3 separate regions of the Sus scrofa genome follow, and regions 1 and 3 are each linked to region 2. A link is a contact called in public HiChIP or PLAC-seq data. All regions are on one chromosome and are shown on one strand. Each heading gives the region's core, a stretch centred on a gene start, on an enhancer-like site or on the middle of the called end of the contact. The rest is flanking DNA. Distances are from core to core; before and after follow the strand shown. Region 1 overlaps ZBTB20 (zinc finger and BTB domain-containing protein 20). Region 2 overlaps ZBTB20 (zinc finger and BTB domain-containing protein 20). Region 3 overlaps ZBTB20 (zinc finger and BTB domain-containing protein 20).

Region 1 (2,950 bases), core at 257-2,756, 160 kb before region 2:
TCTATGCATTTGGACATGCTTTCCCCTCAGACTCTACCCCCAATTCAGTGCCCTGAGTAGCTCAGAAACAGGGCTCTCTCAGCCTTGCTGCTCCGCTTAGGCCCAGTCTCTGAGAGAGTATTTAGGTCAAGGATGAGGGTGGAGCTGGGGATAAAGCAAAGAACCTGGCTGAGCCATGTGTCTATTAGCTCCAACACACTACCTAATCTCCAAGTCATTTCGCTTACAGTTATATTTCAGTATATGCCACAGCAGAATGATTTCCTTTGAGATGAACAAAAATTGAGTGGCTAAAACTTAATGAATACAACTGGTTCAAAAAATTTGGATATGGAGGAAAATCACTAATAGTAAACTTAAGACCAGAGAAGTGATCGTATCATCCAGGCATTTCTCCTAAAAAGAAGGGAGGAGAGAAATAATTTAAGTGCCTACCATGTTTCAGACACTATGTTGGGGGATTTACCTATATTATCTTATTTAATCCTAATAAAAACCTTCCAGAGTAGAGATTATCACCCTCTTTTCTTCAAGTGAAGAAACTGAGGCACACCAAGATTGTGGTTTAACCAGACTCACAAAGTAGAAAGTACTTTATGACAAGCATACGCGGATCCAATTTTGTCTAGCTACAAAGCCCATGTTCTTTGCCAAAGTTTGCTAAGAGGGAAACCCAGAGGTGAAACAACTATGAATACCATCGGCAATATTTTTAGTGAGTGTCTGCTATATGGTGCTAAATTGTGTGCAGAAGTTTATACAAATATAAACACACATTTTCTGCCACCTTGACATTTAAATATGCTAACATGAATAAACTGACACTGGAGTCACCAAAAAGAATACCAAACGTAGAAAATTCAAATGATTCATGTACAAAGGGCATTTTTTTTTCCAGCTATAGAAGACAGTCTACCTGACATTGCAAAGCTTTTGTGCAACTAATGCTTAAAAACACAAACAAAATCCCCAAACTCTTTCAATAACAGAAAAACATGCACAATTCTCACACACAAAACAAAAATCTAGCACAGTCAATTCTCCAATAATTGCCAATAGATAGGGATTTTTCCTCAAAAATCTTTAAAGGTGAGCATCTAGTTTGTGAATAAAGGCTTCATTTTTAATCCAGGGTTGACATTATCACTGCCTCTGCTTACCTTGTCTTCATAAAGTGTGAAAAGGGAAAGAAGTTTGAGTTTTTCTTCCACATATGAAGGCTTAGCTGTGGGGAAAGGTTGTTTAAATAAAAACACCGAGTTTCTTTCCTAGTGGTGGGCTCAGGCATCAGGAGATCCCTCCTCCCTGCGTTCCACCATCCACACACACACAGACTCCACTTCAAGCTTCCGCCTAGTTGCATGAGGGGTAGGAAAAGGAAGGGAAGAAAAGAAAAGCGGGAAAGGGTGTAGGAGAGGAAGAAAGAGGGAGGGATAGGAAGAGTGTCTAAGGAAGTAGTGTCGTTCTCCAGAGTGCTCCAGAAAGTGAAAGTATGCAAAGAGCCAGCTAAGAAGCACGCAGCTCCCAGCTCTCCAGGGATGGCTCTCTCAGAGCCTGGGCTCCAGAACTCAAGCGTTCTGTGGCCAGGATGGTGTTGAAAGAAGGAAGACGCTGGACAAGGGTTGGCGAATGATGCTAGAGGGCTTTCTAGCCCCTTCTACACCACACGTAAACACAGTTTTATTCTCAAACTACTATAACTTTCCAGGATATAGCCAAATGCAAGGAAAAGGTGCGTTCTAAGACGAAACGTGATGTGAGAATTTTTTAATGTTTTATTATGATACTACAATTATTTATTTATAATTGTTATCTCTCTAAAACACTGCAGCCTTTCATTGCCACTTAATAATCATGAGCTGACAACATGTCATTTAATTGTTTTGCTAAAGAAGTAAAAAAGAGGGATTGAGGTGGACAGGAATTATATTGCAATAATAAGGACACATGACCAATAGCCTCAAATCAAAAACTAAAGTGTTGACAGCGAGGTTCTGACATCGTGCGGATTTGTCTAATTTTTCCACCATCAGGAGCAAAGGTGAAATTTAAGTTGTAATAGGCCCTCAAAAGATAGTATTGATGGTTATGCGGTTAGCCTTTTTTTCAATAAAATTCATGGTTGGGATTTCAAACATTCCCCCGTGTTAGAAACAGCATTCACATTAGCTTTTTTGGGGGTGGGGGGGTCCTACGGGGGAGGAAAGGAGGAGAGAAGGAAGCATTAGCACCAAAAATCTCCAGTCTTCTTCTTCCACCTTGACGGGGGTTAGCTGAAGGCCATGGAGAATAAGGATGTGCCGTCATCTCTTTCTTATACAGACGGCAGAAGGGGGGAAACCACACACTTGTATTTTGCTAATGTAAAAGTCCCAGTGGAAACATTAGCACTCAAAGACATTAATGTGGATTTGGGACACTCCCTGAAGGATTTTGATTCCATTAGAAAAAAAAAAAAAAAGACAGTGACAGATATAATCCTGCTTTGATATGTTTAATGCCATTTAAAGAGAAACTGCACCCATTTACCTCAGGCCGGGACACCAAGAGTTCAAAAAGTGAAATATCATTTCTCAGTGCAAAGAAGAAGCTTGGAAAATATTATGTGAAAATTAATTTGGCATGCTTCTTTGAAATTTTAGATTTCTGGGATGAGCAAATGGGTACAGTTTTCTTTTAACTGTTTTTGAACACCATGTGTTGAGAAGAAAACAACAGAATGGCAATTGCTCATCCAAAATGCTAACTTGTGGCATGGCACAGTCAAGATGGCCTGCCACAGCCAAAAAGCAGGTGTATGCTATGCCTCTCACTTCAGTAGCATGCACGCCACATGTCCCTGCATTCGGCAACCTCTTGCATTTGCTTTTGGAACCTTTTTGAGGGGGACAGTAAACATGACTCAACAGAACGTCAAGCCTGGGAGAGACTGGCTCCCCCCAGCTTTCTA
Region 2 (2,981 bases), core at 442-2,941:
CCTTTGTTGCCACTGTTAATGAAAATAAGTTGATAGTTATAATCGTTATCTGTGTTATGGCTAACTTCCATTGATTGCTTTCTATGAGTTAGGCAGGTTACCTATACTATTTTTATTTAATTCTCAAAATACTTCTATTGCTGTGTTGTTGTTATTCCTATTTTGTAGATGAAAAAACTCAGACTTGGGAATGTTGAAAAACTTGCCAAATGTTATGAATCTAGTAAAAGGCAGATGAAGACTCAAATCTAAATCAGACTGATTTCAAACCTCCCTTAATATCATTTTCCAGATTAGGTTTATGTGACCCTTACTCAGGAGTGCAAACCATACACCAAGCTTTTTTTTTTTTTTTAATCTATCATCTTTCTATTACTCTGTGTGTGTGTGAGAGAGAGAGAGGGAGAGAAAGAGACAGAGAAACTCTAAATAAAATGTTATGAAATTTTTCTAGGACTCCCTTTTCCTCACCTCTAAAATTGATAGCACCTACCTCAGAGGTTTATTGTGAGGACCAAATGAGATAATATAAGCGAAAGCTTAGTACACCTAAAATAAAACATCATCATTATTGCCATACAAGTTTCCTTCCTTTGCATAATGGATGTATTCTAGAGAAGGTGATTATGAAAATGTATAGGCTTAACTTCTATTATCAAATCACAGAGCAATTGCATTATAATATCATAGAAAGAAGGTTCCTAACAGATTGAGAAGAAGACTTGATGTAAGGCAGGGATTCAGGTAGGGGTTGGGTCTATGAGTGTTACGGGGGAACAGACTGTTTTAGCAACATTTTCTAGATACTCTTATCTCCCTCTCGTCAGCCTCCTTGGTCTAGTAATTCCTGAATCTACTCCAGTGGTTTTCAGAGATGATTTCCTTCTTTTCCTTGGTCTAGTTATGAGGTCCAATGGAATTTCTAGGCAACAACAATACTTTCCCTGAGGCACTGTCCCATACATTGTATAGAATAGTTAGAAATTTTCCTTTATATGAGATTTCCAATTAGGTAAATTCATTAGTACCCTACTTACTCTGTATATTCAGCTATAAGTTTCAGTATATATGTATTAATAATACTTGCATTAGCTTCATCATATTTATTATTTTGAAAGGGTGCTGGATCAGAAGCCACGTCTTCTACCTTCTTGGAAACCCTACACTTACTAGTGAGTTCTATAAATAAAATGAAACTTTAAATAGTACTGACTTCACCTTCAACTCATAACTAAACCTGTCTCTGGGCCTGAAGTGCTATTTTCTCCCTCTAGTCTCATCAGATATGAGTGTGTCATGTTACTGAGACCAAGCTATATGCTCTCACAATTCACTTCTAACAACCACTGCATCTTGGTGCTTGCGTTTTCCTGAGGTACCAGGACTTATTTTTAAATCAATGCCTTAATTTTTTTTTTCTCTCAGCATACCCTTTACTTGTGGAAAATATTCTGAAAGAATGGCATTTAAAAATAAATCATGTGCTGCCCACACCAGGGGAAAAGCAGCGATTTTGAAAGCATCAGATTCAACTAATCAGAGGCACAACAGCCCTATTAAAAGTATTAGCTTTCTTATCTTTAGAGCTCAGGTAGGAAACAAGATCCAACCTCAGCATACCAATGGGTATCAAGTAAGAGAGGTCAGCATAGTCTACACCCTGATGAGGTAGCTTGGACACATCAGCTAGAAGTATTAAATTCTAAAAGGAAAGCTTGTTCCAGATTATCTCACATATGACAGCAGCCTGGGATGCCACCAGACAGCCTCCCAGGTTCTAGACCAAGTCAAACAAGGCACATTTACATTGGATTTAATATTTTGTCAAAAGCAGACTATAGAATCTACTCAAGACCACTTTTACTTTATTGGTTGTTCATATCCCCATATAATGTCTGTTATCCTCCCATTTTACCATTCATCCACTTATTCAGTATATAATAAATACCAAGTACCTTAGGGAATGGGTATATAGATGATGGATAAATAGATAATCAATAGATAGACAGAGAAATAAAGAATAGATTTCTAGCTAGGTAAAATGAGTAATGACTTGAAGAAATGACTAAAGAAGGAGATTCCAGATGGAGAATCCATTAAACTGTTAAAGGATAGATGAGATTTCAAAGTATAGAAAGGGAAGGGAAATCATTTCAAGCAGTGTAAACTGCATAAAAAAAAGAGATTATCATGCATTGGAAAAAGCAAGTCATTTAGTTTGTAAAAGGGAATATCAAGAAATAAAATAGGAAAATTTTATGCAAATTTGGGTTAGATCACAGGAGAACTTGAGTGCTAACCAAAGAACATCACCCTGTCAGTAATCCAAGTATGAAGAAAGTTCAGTAAACAGTTTAGAAGCATTATAATTGCAGTAGAGTACTGTAATACATTACAGACTCTGAAGCTTTGGGTTCCATAGAAGAGATGCTACATTTAGGGGTAAGGAAAAGGTCCTCACATCTAATGAATGAGTCTTACTCCAGCTAAGATTATCTGGCTTCATCTATTAAGATTAATCATATCACATGACTTAAACAAGAATCTCACCAGCTCCTAATCACACTGACATTGGTTCTTCATTCTCAATAACAAGTTCTGTAGAGTTGCCTAAAAGCTGATGGTAAGTCTGGCTTAGATGAAAGAGGTGAGTATCTTAAACACATGTGAGCTGTTTGTAGAAAAGTTTGACATAAGTTGCTATTTGACTTTGAATAGAGCCAATATGTTCATACATGATTGGTTACTTGTATATGTTTCATTCTGGTTCTTTCTATGATCCAGAAAGTCATTTCAGTGTATTTGGAGTTCTCAGATACCCTTACATATCCTTTAAAGTTCACTGCTAAATGTGTATGATTCTTTGATTCTAGTTATCAAAGATACACTCCTTTCCTAGCACTTCCTATTCCCCTCCCCTCTCTTGCTCTCTATTACATTTACAGACTTTATCCAAAAAGTCTGCTTTATATTTTATGGCA
Region 3 (3,268 bases), core at 210-2,709, 180 kb before region 2:
AGTTAAGAGTCACCTACCAAAGGAAGATTTAGTTTCTTTGAGACCTTCGTGGGTGAAACTGCATGAAAACTGTAATCCAGAGCACAGGACTTTTACATAAGGTGACTACATGTTGGGATTTGGTGAGCAGCTCTCTAAAAAGAGAGCTCTCTACCAGTTGTGGGAAATAACCGCCTTGGTTATGATGAGAGAGTACGACCTTAACCAAAAACTGTGTGGCTGGAAAAATAAACTCCTGAGGGACTCTCTCTGATCACTCTTAGAGAGATCCAACATCCACAGATGTGTCTTCAGAAAAATGCAAGTCCACCTGACAGGTGAGGCTGAACCTCAACGATGGATTTGAGGACACAGGAACTGGGAATCGGTAAAATCCATTTCTAAAAAGTGAACCTACTTTTTTTTTTTTCTTTCGCCTACTCCTTCCTCTCTCCCTTCTCTCTCTTTTTTTCCTCTCCCATTATTGTTTACTTAATTTGAATCCTGGCCTTAATGGGAATGGAACTGTATCCAGAGGTACTATTAAGATAAGAAATTTCAGGAAGAAATATTTAATGAGGGGTTTGGAGTTTTTGGAGAAGGAATAGAAAATTATTTAGAGAGAAACAAGGGAAAAACTAAGAAGTTAAATATCGGAATCAGCACGATGGCTGTAGACTAGTTTCCGAGAGGCACAGATGGTCTGCATTCTCCAGAACCAAAACAAACAGGAAGTAACAGGGCCAGAGCCCCCTCTCCCCTCCTTTCCTCCCTCCCATGTAAATTGGGGGAAAAAAAAAAAAACGGAAATGTATTCAGATCAAAAAGTTTTCCTTCAAACACTGGAAACTGACCAAAGCAAAAGAAACAAGAGAGCTGGTTCTAGCAGGTAAAACGCCAAAGGGACAGCACATTTTGGGGGTGGAAGAGAAATTAGGGATCAAATGCACACACACTTTTGGAGAAAAGTCAGGGTCTATAGCTAATGGAGGGGTGAATGTAGCAGGCAGGTGGCAAGTAAGAAATTTGGAGGAGAGAAAGGGCTTCATTTTGGGTTTTGTTTTCTGGAGGAGGGCTAGGGGATACTGGGGAACATGACTACTCTTGGGGTGCAGAGGGAGACAAGGAGCTTAGAGTTGGACAGGGAAAGAAAGAAACTCAGGGGTCATGTGGGGGACATTGAGTCAGGAAGAGGTTCAGTTGGATGATAACAAGCTTTCAGAAGATGGCTTTGAGTCGTAGAAAAGTGTACTGGAACGGATGGCTACTGACAGGGTTAACAACACACTAAACTCTCCCCGTTTCCAAATGTGATGTGCAAGCACCGCCCAGAGCAGCAAAGCATGTGCAGGCAAAACATCATCAAAACTTCACAAAATGGGGTTCGGGGGCCAGAGGGGAGGTGTGTGAATCGTGCCCCCTCCTTGTGCGCATCCCACCAACAGCACAGAGCTCTAGCAGGGAAATCGCCAGTGAAACCCGAGACTTCCAAGCCATCCCACAGAGATAAACCAGCCCAGGTCCCCAGTGACTCCAGGCAGCCATGAGGACAGTTTTCGTGTTCCAAAACTAATTGGACAGTAAGGAGTGTCTGTAAGAATAAAAGGCGGTGGGAGTGGAGGATGGAAATAAAAGGGGAAAAAAGTGTCCTTGTTGAAAGTTTTAAATTACAGGCTCAGTAAAAAACTGGCATTCCACCACATCCGGTCTAGTTACCAAATGGAAAAATAGGGTCATTAACATGTTTATTTGAATTACATTAGTCCTTCTCTTTCATATTTAATTTATTCTGTTAGAAGAAAAAAAAAACACGAGGCTCTGCATGCTGGTGAAAGGCAGGAGTGTAATGGATCAGGGAGCTGAAATGCAATGATCTTTACCCATTATCTACCCGGCTAAGGCTTTTCAGAACTTACTAGGATCACTCAGGGATTCTGCCCCTTAGGAGGAAGGGAAGGGCACAGAAAGATGTGAGGTACGGCTGCCCCTGAGTTATTAAAATATTAAAGTTATTAAATATTATTTGAATTGAGGAGTGGGAGTGAGATTTTAATGGAAAGGAAATTCAGGAAGAGAAGGAAGAGTTGGGATAGACGACCTCTTCTCCAGATTGAATGTCCAGACATAAGGTCCGTGCTAGGCTCATTGAACATCCTCCCCATGTTATGGATGGTGGAAACACAGAGAAATCTCTGTGTTATTGGTATTATGGGTATTAAAAGCCCACATTTTCACGATGATCTCATGAGGCTTGTTGCTCTCCCAAACAGTTCTGATCAACAATAAGTATAAGCAAGTCTATTTAGGGGAAAATGGAAAAAAAGTGTATTTTTAGGATGGTGTCTGGAGATGACCTGTTAAATCATTGTGGTAGTGACACAGAAAAGACCTAAGAGCAGTCCTTGCTCTAAAACTTACTTGCTACACTTGCACATATAATTCCATCAGTTTTCCTCATCCATAAAATGGGAACATGAACAGTTACAATAGAGTTGAGAGGGAACAAGAAGGATACTCTGTGTAAAACTGTTCTCCAGAGCACTGTACACATGTAAGGCATTCTTATTTCCCAAAGACGGTGGTGCCAAGTACAAGCCAAACACTGTGCCAAATATCCTTAGAAACAGGATCAGAAACAAAGCAGGAAGTGCTCTGACTAAGCTGAAGAGGACATGGATCTTCTATCTCAGTGCTGACTGGCTGTATCCCTTGCTACCTGCAGAGATTTCTCACCAGGATGTTGACCTCGGGTTCACAGATTGCCTCCACAGTAGGTTGCCACCCACTCACAATGAGTCATGTAAAGTTCAAATCTTACTTCGTGCTAGCGATGCTAATGTAGAAGTAAGCAGGTTTAAGCTTTTTAGTTGCAGATTTCTGCTGGAATTGTCAAAATGTCCAAATTGTCCCAGCCTTTCACTGCCACCCGGGTTAGCCAGCTCAACCTAGACTTGGTTCTGGACCCACTAGGGCTCCAAGTCCAAGTTCCAGCTCCAGTGGAACAAACTGGATAGAAAGCATAACCTTGTCCCTCTGCCTTAGGATCTGCAAAATGAGCAAAAATTTCAGTCTCTACCTTTCCCTTCAAGCAAGTTTCTCACTTTGCCACAGAGAGAATCACATTTTGTTATGATTCTTCCTTTTGGACCTGTTTGTTAAACATTTTGCCAGCTGCCTTGAAGCTGAACCTTGGCTCAAATACAATTGTGTTCACATTAAGATCATTCTGGTTTGAGCCCAGAGCATACTTAGGATGTAATTTTGACAGAGGAAGGGGGAGTCAAATGAT

Evidence for each region. HiChIP or PLAC-seq counts read pairs in DNA pulled down with a chosen protein or histone mark.
Region 1: an H3K27ac HiChIP or PLAC-seq map of skeletal muscle shows a contact between it and region 2. The contact joins two enhancer-like sites. A contact is called at or near these places in 1 of 47 Hi-C or Micro-C datasets (embryonic fibroblasts) and 1 of 2 datasets of contacts at active chromatin or transcription factors (skeletal muscle).
Region 3: an H3K27ac HiChIP or PLAC-seq map of skeletal muscle shows a contact between it and region 2. The contact joins two enhancer-like sites.

What each region holds. Positions count from the first base shown.
Region 1 is chr13:145,547,942-145,550,891 of Sscrofa11.1, reverse strand. All of the region lies in intron 5 of ZBTB20 (zinc finger and BTB domain-containing protein 20), which reads right to left. Among named protein-coding and RNA genes, the nearest start is that of DRD3, 220 kb to the left of the region's middle. Within about 2 kb of position 1,506, at least 10 of the 83 cell types and tissues checked have an H3K27ac peak or open chromatin away from gene starts, as enhancers often do. A contact at or near this core is called in skeletal muscle, where this site is marked.
Region 2 is chr13:145,386,276-145,389,256 of Sscrofa11.1, reverse strand. The region is part of intron 4 of ZBTB20 (zinc finger and BTB domain-containing protein 20); the gene reads right to left. Among named protein-coding and RNA genes, the nearest start is that of DRD3, 380 kb to the left of the region's middle. Within about 2 kb of position 1,691, at least 4 of the 83 cell types and tissues checked have an H3K27ac peak or open chromatin away from gene starts, as enhancers often do. A contact at or near this core is called in skeletal muscle, where this site is marked.
Region 3 is chr13:145,568,107-145,571,374 of Sscrofa11.1, reverse strand. All of the region lies in intron 5 of ZBTB20 (zinc finger and BTB domain-containing protein 20), which reads right to left. Among named protein-coding and RNA genes, the nearest start is that of DRD3, 200 kb to the left of the region's middle. Within about 2 kb of position 1,459, at least 29 of the 83 cell types and tissues checked have an H3K27ac peak or open chromatin away from gene starts, as enhancers often do. A contact at or near this core is called in skeletal muscle, where this site is marked.